Regions from separate parts of the Arabidopsis thaliana genome. Here region 2 is linked to region 1. Evidence: chromatin contacts called from public capture Hi-C data. All regions are on one chromosome and are shown on one strand. The core of a region is the stretch at or near the end of the contact, and the rest is flanking DNA. Distances in the headings are between cores, read along the strand shown. Region 1 holds the start of XTH4 (xyloglucan endotransglucosylase/hydrolase 4). Region 2 holds the start of PLA2-ALPHA (Phospholipase A2 family protein).

What was found. Capture Hi-C pulls out chosen DNA fragments and counts their contacts.
Region 2: a contact with region 1 is called in a capture Hi-C map of seedling, with 3 times the contacts expected there. The contact joins the promoter of PLA2-ALPHA here to the promoter of XTH4 in region 1. A contact is called at or near these places in 4 of 26 Hi-C or Micro-C datasets (callus and root), 1 of 2 datasets of contacts at active chromatin or transcription factors (shoot) and 2 of 3 other capture datasets (seedling and shoot).

The regions. Positions count from the first base shown.
Region 1 is chr2:2,759,430-2,766,739 of TAIR10.1, forward strand. XTH4 (xyloglucan endotransglucosylase/hydrolase 4) reads left to right here and starts at 4,020. Exons shown (of 4, transcript NM_126666.4): 1 at 4,020-4,385; 2 at 4,855-4,955; 3 at 5,040-5,233; 4 at 5,662-6,314. The coding sequence starts at 4,190. The coding sequence ends at 6,061. It also overlaps the pseudogene AT2G06860.
Region 2 is chr2:2,839,691-2,847,000 of TAIR10.1, forward strand. PLA2-ALPHA (Phospholipase A2 family protein) reads right to left here and starts at 3,696. Exons shown (of 4, transcript NM_126670.3): 1 at 3,421-3,696; 2 at 3,279-3,321; 3 at 3,058-3,183; 4 at 2,330-2,960. The coding sequence starts at 3,522. The coding sequence ends at 2,785. It also overlaps the pseudogene AT2G06930.

The DNA.
Region 1 (7,310 bases), core at 2,770-5,269:
ACATCACGAGCTTTTGCCTTCATCTTTTGTCACCGACATGTATCGTTTAACCATGCATTAAGTGTTTGTATTGATCATGAGATTAGCTTACCCATATGCTTCTTTAATAAGCTCCACACAAAAAGAACGAATGCTTAAAGGTGCATTTTCCCCAAAATGTATAGTAAAATAGTGCAACCGGCCATGTCCCTATGCAATTGTAGATTGAAGTTTTGATAGAATGATATTGAGAAAGTGCACAATTCTTACAGAAATAAAAATTTTAAGTTCACTTTTTTACTCCGAGCTTAGTGGTAGTTGGACCTCAGTCATTGTGTATATTTAATGTTTATGGGTTTAAACTTCACTAGAAACAAAAATCACATGAATATTAGTTGGGAACCAGTGTTGGAGCCGTCTATGTTGCCGGATGGTTGTGTTGTCTGGTCTTTACAAAGCAATTTAAATAAGTCGTTCGTGGTTGGACCGGATTATAGTCATGTACCCGCAGTTAGATGCCGGCCATAATCACCCAAGGTTATCAAAATAAAAAATTCAAGGTTAAAAACTAATTCACATCTAAATAACTGATACGATATGGCCAATCTAGATAGGTCACTCAATATTCTTTCTTTTTTTTGTTTTTTTTTGGTTAACAATCATCCAAAATATTAATTTTAATCAATTTAGTATGAGTCCCAATCAAGACATGCATTAATAAAAACAAAATTAGCTTCTAGTATATGTCTGAATAGTAACAAAATATATATATATATATATATATATATATATATATTTAAACCAAAAAAATACTTAATCAGCAGTTGAATCCACGTCTCCATTCGGTAGATTCCCAACTATAATAACATAAGGAAGATATGCATGCATCGATTCATAAAATATCACTTCTTTGATCTATGCAACACAATGAAACTTGCTTATAAAACAGATCTATGCGTCTAACATCATGTCGTATCTGATCTATATATACAAACATTTTTTCATGATAAATCTTATCTAAGCAAATCAACAGAGTGAAACCTGCTTAATGTCCATGTATTATAGAAAACAATGTAAGAATGACAAAGCCGGTTAATACATTCTATACATGGCTTGATAGCAATTCCATTGATGGTTTCTAAATATAAGTTTCTTAACATTAAAACAACAAAAATAATATTATTTAATTATGTGGGTTTCTTGAATGGTTAGAAATTCTCTCCAAAATTTCTTATATAAGGTATTTTGGAGATGATTTCTTCACTAATCAAGAAACCCACATATTTTTTATAATAAAATTTATCTCTCTAAAATAAGAGATTTATGTTTAGAAACCATTGGTGGAGTTGCTCTAACATTTTGCAAGTTTTCGCTAACAGTTTCTATCATTTCTAGGAAGGTCAATTTTAACCCTTTCAATCTTGTGATCATAGGTTTTATAGGTAAGTTTGTAAGAAAAGATATAAAAATATGAAATACTTTAATATTAAAATTAATTTCAACACAAAATACTTTCAAAATTTAGTTTCTTACACATCATAAAATAAGAAGATAGATATCTATAATAAAACTAATCTTTTTTTATCTATTATTAATTACAATATCATATCCATGAATCAATCTGTTATCCATACATTTTTAGAGCAGCTCACGTGTACTAACCTACAAAATCTCTTTTAATCTACCACTATAAAATTAGATATTTAGTTGTTTTGTGCGTAATTACAATTGTCATTGTGATAGGAGGGGACATATGTTATCGGTCGATTGGTAGTAGGCAACCATGGTAATCTTCATTTACAGGTTCTTGTAAAGAAAATGTTGATTTGCTTGAGTGGTCCTAGTTTTCTTCTTTGGATTAAAGTTAGTTTGCCTACTATATGGTTTCGATTTCTTCCGATTTCGGTTTAATTTTTTTTGCTTTGTAACTTTAGTACTTATGTTTTCCTTGCATAGGCCTTTGATCCCAGAGAACTCTCGTTTTCCTTCGGTTTTGTTTCCGAGTACTTTAATTTTGCCTATTCGTTTAATTTTTCTTGTTTGGATTGTGTTGTAGTTTGGTTTTTCAGCAAATTTCAGTTAAAAAATTCAGATGACAAAACAAAAGAAAGTTTGTATTAAGAAGAAAAATAACAATTATGTGTATTGGCTGAAAGATAATACTCTTTTTGTTTCTTATTATTATTTTTTTCTATCAAATATTTTTCTTAACAATTATGTGTATTGGCTGAAAATGTTGTATTATTTTCTAATGCAACATTTATTAAATTTCAAGAAAAATAATTAAATACTATTGGTTTAGAACAATAAGAAATTGTAAATCACAAAAAATAATACATTTATACTTAACTTTTACTATTTTTTTTATTTGTTTTAAAATTTTAGAAAATATATTATTAAAAAGAAATAGATTAATAATTAAGTTCATTTTTAATTGGTTGATGTTAAAAGGAATCAATTATGGATTTTCTATTTTTTTGGATGGCATTTGTGGATTTTGCCTCTTTTTGAATAGTTTGTGGATTTTATCATTTTTAACCTACAAAAATATAATTTAATATGTGTTTTATCGTCATATTTAGGTTAGTTAGTTGTAATTGTTCTTAAAATTTAGTATTTGGTATAAAGTATATACTTTTACCAAACAAATCCAAAATTTGTATATTTTTTAATATTAAAAGTGGTAAACCATAAAATTTTAGTAAAAATAATAATTTTAAAAAAAAATCGACGAAATAGGGCAAAATCAACGAATCTCTGTAAACAGTAAACTTATAGGAGTAGAAACTAAATTTTTATTTTAATATAGTTAGAACCTGCATAGGTCGGACCCTAAAAATATGTTCTGGATTTAATTATTTAGAAAGAAAAATATAGAAAATGTATGTATGTCAAAAAGTCTTGGACCATAATTGGCGGAGAGAGAACCTGGGGACGGACAAAAAAGTGACAATTTGCTCCGACATTAAAGATAATTAATGAAATCAGGTATAATTAAATGAACGCATAAATAAATGAAGAGAGATGATGATATATGTATAATCGTAAACGCATAGAGTAGAGAGGACACATGGAGCCACCCTTGTGGTGTCCGACAATTACTTTTAATAATCCTTCCTTTTAATGAACTTCTATTATTTTGCTTAGATATCATTTTTTTTTCTTCTATGTATGATAAAGTTCTACATTTCTGGTTTGTAATCTTCTAATATTTTGATAGTAGAGAGTTGGAATACCATAACATGTTGGAAATGTTTTCCATTTTGAAAACCAAAACTTTTTTTTTTAAAACAATTTTTAGCTATCGTTATCAATAAGTTCATCACTTAAATGTTTTTGGGAAGTTCACAGTATTTTGGAAGATATTCTATTAAATATCAACTATTTTTCTAGTTTTGTGTGCTAATTTTTTCCTCGGTTATCTAATGTTGTGGTTGATTTTATTGCAAAACTATGTCTAAGTTTGTATGGTTAGAACATCATTTGAGCAATATAATTAAGTTTGTGCAAAAAAGAAAGTTGATCACTTAGTATTAATTTTTCATTATATAATTTGATCAAGATGCTTGCTTAATCCGATCTAGATAATAAACAAAATTATCTAAACAGTATGAAACTACAAGTTCCTAATAGTTAATGTTTTGACATTTACAAAGCAACTAAGTAAAATGTTATTAATGAATTGGTTACTTTTTTTTTGGTAAAAAGTTAAATTCATATCATTTTTAAATTTTTGACAGAAAATACAGAAATCACAGAACAAATGAAAACACGCTATTGAAAAATTAAAAACAACAATATTATTCAAAAAGCTTTTGGTTGCTACTGAATGAATTGGTTACTTGTTTAGATTGGGTAACAAAATTCTAACCAAAACTAGAATCACTAATACTCATTCTTTACCAAATAATACTTCAAATTCAAATAAGAGTTTGATTGTGAAAGCTGTATAGCTGTACGTATCATGTCCATATTACAGTTGTAAGCCATTGTTACAAAACTACTAAAAACAAAAATAAATAATAGAAAGGTCCGAGAAACTTGAATAAAAATTTAGAATTTTTAAAACATTATTATCGTAAATAAAAAGAGAACCTCCCAAGAAACAAGTCGTCCTTATATAAAGCCAACCACACCCCTTTAGCTTCTCTCACCATCATCATCATCATCATCATCATCATTTCTCTCTATCTCTTTCTAAAACACAACCATGACTGTTTCTTCATCTCCATGGGCTCTCATGGCTCTCTTTCTAATGGTTTCTTCAACAATGGTAATGGCTATTCCTCCACGCAAGGCCATTGATGTACCATTTGGTCGTAACTACGTCCCAACTTGGGCTTTTGACCACCAGAAACAGTTCAATGGCGGTTCCGAACTTCAGCTTATCCTCGACAAATACACTGGTACAATTACTATTACCAAATCTCTGCCTAATGATCACAATGCAAGTTTTGATATTCCCATTTTTTATTTGGTATATAGGCTAAAGCTTAATTTTTAAAGGTTAAATTTTCTTGAGTTTAAAACTACATTTCATTTACAGATTAAGTAATTAGCATTAATCATCTCTATTATTTTACAACTCAATATATTTAAATTTTATTTAGGCTTTGTTTTGTAAAAATATATTTAGATTTAACATGGTCCTACTAGTGATAATTATTTTTAAGGGCTAAATTTTCTTGAGTTTAAAACTACATTTCATTTCACAGATTAAGTAAATAGCATTAGTCATATCTATTATTTTACAAATCAATTTATTTAGGATTTGTTTTGTAAAAATGTATAAAACACCTTACTTTTATCTTTCATTAGGCCCCAAGATCTTAGGTACACTCACTCACTAACTATGTTACATGTGTATAAAAACAGGCACAGGATTTCAATCAAAGGGGTCATATTTGTTTGGACATTTTAGTATGCACATAAAGCTTCCAGCTGGTGACACAGCCGGAGTTGTCACAGCTTTCTATGTAAGTCTCTCTCACTAGTCACTAATAATACTTAGATCAAATTTAAATGATTAACAATATTTATTACAAATAAATTGTGTGAAGCTATCATCTACCAACAATGAGCATGACGAGATAGACTTTGAGTTCCTTGGAAACAGAACAGGACAACCAGCTATATTACAGACAAATGTATTCACAGGAGGAAAGGGAAACAGAGAACAACGAATCTATCTCTGGTTTGATCCTTCTAAGGCTTATCACACTTACTCAATCCTTTGGAACATGTACCAGATCGTGTATGAATAATTCTATCCTTCACACTTACTTACATTACACTTTTTCGTATATTATTATATAGTGAAAAGTTGTCAGAATTAACATGGTCCTACTAGTGATAATTATTGTTTTTTTTTCATATTCGGTGCAGTTTCAAATTATTAGTATTATTTTTCTTAACCTTGGGGTGGCCAAAAATCTTGATCTTATCAAAAGTAGTGGGGTCTTGTAAGATTATCTTAGACAGAGACTCTTGAGTCAAAAAGTTGTAGACTTTTTCAGCTTTTAGATTTTCTAAATGTTCAAATAAGCTAGACTACGTGGATAGGTAACATAAGTGACTCACTCATTAGTCTTTATTGTGGGGTATTCAAAATTTAACTAAACTCTAAGAGTCATGTGTTGTAAACCGGTGTGGTTTACTAAAAATTGATTTTTCTTTGATCAGATTCTTTGTTGACAACATACCAATCCGAACGTTCAAGAATGCTAAGGATCTAGGAGTACGTTTCCCATTCAACCAACCAATGAAGCTTTACTCAAGCCTTTGGAACGCGGATGATTGGGCCACGAGAGGCGGTTTAGAGAAGACCAATTGGGCCAATGCACCTTTCGTTGCATCTTACAAAGGATTCCACATAGATGGTTGCCAAGCTTCTGTGGAAGCCAAGTACTGTGCCACACAAGGCCGCATGTGGTGGGATCAGAAAGAGTTCCGTGACCTTGACGCTGAACAATGGCGTCGTCTCAAATGGGTTCGTATGAAGTGGACCATCTACAACTACTGTACCGACCGGACTAGGTTCCCGGTTATGCCAGCTGAATGTAAAAGGGACAGAGACGCATAAGTTACTACTCTTGAGGGTTTTAATGAATTTATGCTATCATTATTATTTGAATTATGCTTGTTCAAGAGATTGATATATGTATTGTTTGTTGGCCCATGATGTTTATGCTATATTTGGGCCTAAAATTACATGTTATAATTCATATATGTATTGATTAGCTATGTATTTTCATATGTTATGATCTACTTACAAGTTTTATTCTTTAACGTGGTAAAAGTGCATTTGGTATTAACTAACATAAACGTGATTATTATTAACTATTATTGAGCGGCCGCTTTTTCTCTAATTTCTATGTAAGACACATGAACAGAAGAAACTAGTCCCTTCCTCACATGCCTGCTTTGCGAGACTGTTTAAAATTTACACATTTTAAAACTATAAATTATTGAGAAATATCATTCTATATGGATAGAAAACTTGTTATTTAGGTCTTTTCAAAATCCATTGTTACCCTAACACTGTTAACATAACTTTTTACGCATGTATCCTTACGTTATTGTTTTTGTCAGTTGTAAAGTATACGCGAATTATTGCATGTTGTAGGATTCTAAGATTGTAGTGGAATATTGCGTTCGGGAGTTTTTTTTTTTTTTTTTTATGTTTTCTTCTCTCCTACTAACGAACATTCGTGTGCTTTCATTACTATATAAAGGAGAGAGATTGCGATTGAGGCAGAAGAACATAACCCTCGTCTTAAAATTTTCTTGTGTTATCAGGGTTGATTGTCAATCGATATCATTTCCTTCCGATTAGAGGGTTCTTCATTCGTTTTGGGTAATTGATTTTAGTCTCCTCTCTTTGATTTTGTTTCTTCATTTGTTTTATCTCGCTGTGTCTTATTAGGGTTTTTCACTTTGTGTAGACGATGGCTTCGATTCCACTTCCTCCCCGGTTAATAGCTCTCGGCGAAGAACCTCGTGGTGAAAGGGTTAATGTTTACCAGAAGATAAAAACCCTCTGCGGTATATTCAACGCTCTCGATGACGATGAACGGCAATACCTTTCTCGGTCTCCTTTCGCTAGACTGTTGGAGTTCCCCAACAATCCTGCTTGGTCTGCTAGTTTTGGGATTTTTATTTTGGGTAGGCAGTTGGAGGTGACTAAGCCTAACGAGATTTGGGTACTATTCGCGGGTACACCTATTCGGTTTTCTCTGAGGGAGTTCAAGATCGTCACTGGATTGCCCTGCGGTAGGTATCCGAGTTTGAAGATGAAGAAGAAAAAAGGCACTGCGGGAAAGACGATTCCT
Region 2 (7,310 bases), core at 2,446-4,945, 80 kb after region 1:
TCATTCTTTAGATTATTGCCTGGTTGATTAATGCTACAGGTTCGACTCAAACCGACTATTGAAAAATCTAGATGGCAAACCAACAGTCTTGAGGATATGCTAGTTTCCAACACAACACTAAGGCTGGAGCTAATCTCACTGCTCTTCCTTTTACCTCTTCAAACGGTTAGTATTCATAGATCTCGACTCCTTGTTCATACATGATAATGAGACCCATGTGATAAAGAAAAAGTGTTCTTCTCCCTTGATAAAAAATAATAATAATGAGAGATTAACAGGATTTTCAGATAGTGTATAGGGGTAGGAATGTTTCCTATGACCCCATTATTATACATTATCTTGAATGATCAATTACAAAGGTTGGAAAAATGTTGATGGTGTCGATCCAGTATGCGAGTTCCCTTTTGTTTACTCTCTAAAAATAATAAGTCTGGGGAGCAAAAGAACACCAAGGAAAAAAAAATATAAAGAATGGTCGATTTATCATGGTATAGTACAGGAATGAGTCTAAAAGGATCTTGAATGTTAGCTTGTTTGATAGAACTCAGCAATGAAAGCCTAGTAGATATAGTTGTGGAACTTAGCTATGGAATCTACAATGTTTCGTAAGCTTGCAGAGAAGTACATGTTGGTTAGGATTTGATTAGAACTGCTAGGCATATAGATTTGGTTAGAATGATCATGGCAATAGACTATAGAATGTTGGGAGTTTCTTTGTTTTCAAACCTCTTCCACGGGTTCGGCTTTTGTGTTTTGCTTGAGGTCAAGCAAAATCTAAGTTTGGAGGAGTTGATATAACCCTATTTTTACTGCTTTTAGCTATGATTTACGTATAGGTTTTAGAGTCTATTTGTTATTTCTAAAGTCTTTTCTAGTCCTTTTCAGGTCTTTATATGTTTGAGATTCATTTGGAGATAATGGAGGATTCTGGAGGAAAACTGAGAATTTTTATGCTTCTGAAGAAACCCGGAGACGAAAATGCACGTAGAACTTATTGATGTCAAGCGACACCAATACCTGATGGCAATTAAATTGCACAACTTATTGATGTTTTGAAGATTTCCAAAGTTGGCCTAGAACTTTCCCTTATTTTTAAAGAAGGCCCATCACGTTTTAGAAACTTATATATTGATTTTTATGGTCATTGTTTAGACCTAACTCTTATTCTCTATTATGTACTTGGGAGCAAAACCCTGTGGAGACTCCCTTTAGAGAAGATCTTTCTAAACTCTATTCTTTTATTGTTTCTTACATTGATTTCTTATTCAAACATGTTTTGTTCTTTGATAATCATGTCTGAGTAGTTCTCTTGTTAGGTTTAGGGATTCTCAATTAGGGATTTGGATGAATTAGTAGATCGAAAACCCTGTTAAGATAATGTATTTAGAATTCTTCATCTTAGATTGTTTTTAATGTTAGTTCTAGAGTAATTAACTAGAACCTGATTTTAGGTTAATAGGTATGCCCACCATATTTATCTATTACTCGAATTATCTTAGATGAGCCTAGTATTTAGATGCCTGCTAGCGTCGATTACTTAGACTTATTAAACTTGATTATAATGCTTGCTTAGTTCTAGGGATTTACAAGAGAGCTGGGATCAATACTATTAAGCATAGTAAGTTTCGCGGAACACCACCGGTTAGACTATATTAGTGATATGAGTTCTAGGATGATTCGATAATATTCCTAATTTACTGCTAGATCTACTATTTTTGATATTTCTTGAGAATTTCTCTAAGCCCGACGTTTTAATCATCTGAACCTTCAATCTCTTTTATTGCTTTCTTGTCTTGTCTTTTATTTTATAATCTATTTGTTTAGCTTAATTCGAAACCTTAGTCTATTGTGTGATCTGAGAGCTTTGTGAAATTCGACCCTAAAGTACTACAATCGATCTCTTATTTGAGAGAGTGGTCTTAGGATTAATTTGACCCATATCATAAAGCAAGTTGGATTTATAAGTTTAGAGCCAAATAACTTACCAGGTATAGCCAATTCATGACCGGTCTCACAATATAATAGCAATCAAGCAACGAAAACTATGTAACTAATTGTTATCATGATATGTAATAAGTAATAACCAATCAACCAAAGTAACTTTAGTAACAAGTTAAACAACAAAAAAGAAACACAACTTTTGGAAGACCGATATAATATTGGGCCTTCTCCTCAAGTTAGTCTCCACAGTTTGATATTGGAAGACTTTAGCTAATCAGCTCTAACGTATCTTCGAACTTTTCTCATTAAGAGTGATTATTCCCCTGATTGTTGTACCTTAGTACATAGAGTTCTAATTTCCCATTTCTAAAACCATAATTTTTTCTTTTCCGTCTAAACACTTATTGTATTAATTTGAAGAATCGATATACAGAAGTTCTTTGAGCCAAAGAGGCGGAGAAACAGAATCAGCTAAGAACAATGGTTGATTATAGGTTAATCTAGCTAAGTGATGGGTTACCTTATTACATTCCCTTTTAACAAAATTGAAAGTATTTATGCAATTGTGTAGATAACTTCAATGTAACAATGCCACCATGTAAATAACGCTTGGAGACCAAAAAACCTATATATCCGTTCACCTTGACCGTTTATTAATTCCTCGAGACCCTATTGCTGATTCACTGGCACCTACACTAGTCCTCTAACAAGGCCTAAGTTTGACAAAAAAAAAAAAGCTATAGTATTACTTAATAGTATTTTGATAAATTAAGACAAATGTCCTGAGGGGGAAAAAAAGGGAAACAATTGTAACTAGAAATATAGAAAAATATATATAAATAGTTAGGGTTTCTTGAGGACTTTGCCGGCGATAAGAGCAGCTTCCATGACAATGGAGATGACATCAATCACTTCATCAGCGTCGCATTTGTTACCTTTGAACGTCGGTTGCTTCTTCTGGCTGAAATTGTTCATGCAGTTAATGAACTTCTGACTACACTCTTGGCTTAGATAATCATCTACGCATAAAAACAAAAATTAATCAAAATTGTAACACTTTTATATGAAATATAAGGTAAAAGTGGGACTAGATATAGAGTGTATGTGAATAATTACTATTCTTGGATTGGACACAAGCATCATGTTTCATGCAACAAGAATCAAGACCATCACAAGGTCTCTCACCAGGACATCCACTGTAAAGTAGTCCACAGTACTTCCCATACCTCAGAAATGGAGGCACTGTCCAATTTTACACGTTCTTTTGGTCATGTTTATACAAAAATTTTCAGACATATGTGAATTTATTACCAAGCTTAGAGTTAGAGATTGTTCACCTGAACAAAACTCTGATTCACATTTCCGGCTACATTCTTTAGTCTACCAAGACAATTCAAAACCAAGTGACCTATCAGTATAAACCGGATCTAAACCAAAAAAGATATATCAATGATCATGACCGGTTAAGAGTTGACTAACCAAGGAAATGGAGGGATGTATGAGCTGAACACCGACGTTAAGTGCCGAGACAGAGACAGAGAAGAATAAAAGGAAAGAGAAAAGTATGATCGGAGCCGCCATAGTTGAACTGGAAAGCTCGGAAAGTGAGAAGAATATATTTGTTGGTTTTGGTGAAAATGAAGTGAGTTAGAAGAAGGTAGAAGACGAATAGTCTGTGACTCTGTCTCTTTGTCTTCTTATGTCTCGTGACTCATTTGTTTCGTATGGCTAATAATGTGATTTTCCATATTTCCCACATACATAAATATCTTGAAGACTTGAACTATCAAACAATATATAACATTTTTTTTTTCTTCACATAATTAAACTAATTATATCTTGAACTACAATGCAATACAGCTCATGATCAATTATTTTCTTTATTTTTTCAACAATCAACATTACTATAATAGTCTTTTTTGATAATAACACAATAAAGTTTTATCAGACAAAATTGCTTAACCGGGTTAATTGGTAGGTAAAGGGCAATCATGAAGTGGACAGTAGTATCTAATTAGGAAACCTCGTTTGATTAAATCAGATCACGGTGTATATTTCTTTTTGATTTTTCGTTAATGAATTCTTACTTTAGGAAGAAATTTCTCTATACTTCATTCTATTTATTTATTTGGAATATTTAGAGTTTTTTAATATATCTCCTTGAGTGTTTTGTTTACCTAAAACTATTGTATAACATCTTATATAGTCATATAAATGAAAGTTGGCCGACTCTCTACATATGAATAAAACATCATGACACTAGTGAGTGCTACAATGTCATTCTCAATTAATATCAATTTTTTTTGAACAACTTATTAATATCATTAAAAAACAACAGAACTTAGTGTTCAAAAATTAAAATTTTCACATTGCATTGAATCATCCATTTATTCCACTCTTAACTAAATATCTTCATTTAAAAGAAAAAAAATATAAAAACTTATGTTTATGTATCAAACACTATTTTCATTTTACTTTTCTTATTTTGCTATTTTTTTAGTAGTCATTATTTGATAACAACTAGAAATTTTTGTGTATTGCAACTTAGTTGTTTGCTACTTCATCTTTCTTAGTTTAGTAATTGTAACTTAGTCTTTTCTTATTATTACATTTTTTTGTCTACACGATATGGTCTTTTTGTGCTTTATGATAAAGTGATAACATTAATAATGACATGCATATTTTTGTAAGTAATGGTCTTTTGAGACGTTAGATATACCAAAAAATTCAATATACGACATTCTCTCCAATATGGCTATATACAAATGCAAAGAGAGAAACCTAAAAGTGTTGACCTAAAAGACTGTTTAATTTTTGCATCGATTTTTCTCTTTCATCTGAAAACTTTTAAAGCAAATGAGTAGTTAGTTATACATTTGTTATTTAAATTATGTCAATCCAATTCTTAGCCATGAGCTTATCATGATTTGATTGGAATACTAGATTAGGAGAAAATACATGGAACAATAAATTGTTTGCTTAAAATCAAGTTAGGCAACTTTCAAATCAAATCTATATATACATTTTTGCAACACTTTTATGAAATAAATCTTCAAGTTGGAACTTATTTACAAAGAATATCATTGGTATTAATTATTAGTAATTAATTAATAATTCTAATTACTAGCATTTCTGTACAAATCGGACTTGATTCGCAACTCACTATAGCTCCCCGATCACTCTCGTCACTCGTTTGATTACAAGAAAGAAATAAGACAGACGATTTTATGAGTTCAGACTCCAAATCGGAACCTTACGTCTCGCCGGAGGCTTTCTCCGGAATCCACTAAGCCACAAAGATTGTTACTCGGTTACAAGAATCTATCTCTTCTCTCTCTCTCTACTTTCTGTTACAAAACGAATCAATCACAGAAGAAAACAGAGCTCGGGTTATAAAGCTGATTCTCAACTTTATTCGTACTCACGTGTGGGTCCCATGTGCTAAATTTGACTAACCCAAAACCGAATACCCTCTTTCTTGTTTCGAGTCTTTCCTATACTTAGGATATTAATAGCATTGGGGTCACTTATTCACAATTCTCCACCTTGACCCTAATGACGTGACTTAGTTCTTGACTCCACCTCCGAACCTGATTCAACTTAACCAACTTTTAAACTTTGAGTACACTCACTCAACTACTTATCTCCTGAGTAAACCCACTCAGCTTCATGTCTTGGGACTTAACCCCTCTTCTTAGTTCTCAGTAACTCTGAGCAACTCTAGAGCTTCCTGAAGCTTGCCCACCGGTACGACCTTCGTGAAGATATCAGCAGGATTGGTTTCTATAGCAATCTTCTTCATTCTTACTAAGCCATTGTAGATCAGCTCTCTAATGAAGTGATACTTGATCTCTATATGCTTCGTCCATTCATGATGGACTATATTTTTAGCTAATGCAATGGCACTCTGCGAGTCACTGTAAATATCCACTGCTTCTTGCTCAAAACCAAGCTCATTCATGAGCCCTAACAACCAAACTGCTTCCTTAGACGCATCTGTTAATGCCATACACTCAGCTTCTGTTGATGACAATGCTACCACTTTCTATAGACTAGACCTCCAACTAACAACATTACCCACCTACAGTGAATACCACTCCTGAAGTTGACCTCCTCCCATCTTGATCTGCACCATGATCTAAAACACAGTAACCTTAAAATTATGAAATCCCCTTTGTTACTGTATCATAACTTTCGCTTGAGTGAACCCTGAATATATCTGAGAACCCACTTGACTCCCTGCCAATGCTCTTTAAGTGGTTTACTCATAAACCTGCAAACTAGACCAATAGAGTGTGCTAAGTCTGGTCTTGTACCTATCATGGCATACATGAGACTTCCCACTACGCTTTGATATGGAACAGCTCTCATTGATTCATACTGACTCTTAGCTTCCTCATCTGTAGCAGACCTCAACTTGAAATGTATTCCCACTGGCATTAAAACAAGCTTAGACTGATCCATGTTAAACGTTCCCAATAGTTTTGAAAGATAACCCTCCCGAGAGATAGAAAGGGTACATTTAAGTCTGTTTCTGTCTATTTCCATACCCAAGATCTTCTTTGCTTCACCTAAGTCCTTCATTTCAAACTCAGATCCCAACAGTGCTTTGAGTTCACTTACATGCTTCATATTCTTGGAGGCAATAAGAATGTCATCTACGTATAGCAACATGAACACATAATCACCGTCTGCATATTTCTTAAAGTACACACAACTGTCGTATGAGCTCCTCTCATAGTTATGAGCCTCCATGAAATCATTGAACCTGGTGTTCCATTGTCTGGGTGATTATTTCAAGCTATACAGAGATCTTTGTAACAGACACACTTTATCTAGATTCTTCTCATCAATGAGCCTTCTAGCTGCTCCATGAATATTGTTTCATCCAAAAATCCATGGAGAAACGCCGTTTTGACATCCATTTGCTAAAGCTCCATGTCAAAATGAGTTACCATACTCAGTAAAAATCTGATGGAGACATGTTTCACTATAGAGGAAAAGATCTCTTGATAGTCTATTCCCTTTCTGTGAATACCCTTTAGCTACAAGTCTGGCCTTGAACCTGGGACCCTCAACTCCTGCTATTCCAGCCTTCCTCTTGAACACCCACTTACAACCAATAGGTTTCTGTTGTTTGTTCCTTTCCACCAATATCCAGGTTTTATTCTTCATGAGAGATTCCATCTCCTCATCTGACGCTTTGATCCATTTATCTTGATCAGCATCTTCTAAAGCTTCCTGAAAACTTCCTTGTTCTGACTTTCCTCCATCTTCAATGACTAAATAAGCATACCCAGCAACTTCTTCTAGCTCAATCTCATCTGTTGTTGTCTCGTTAGTATTCTGTTCAGGTGTGGTTTCTCCAC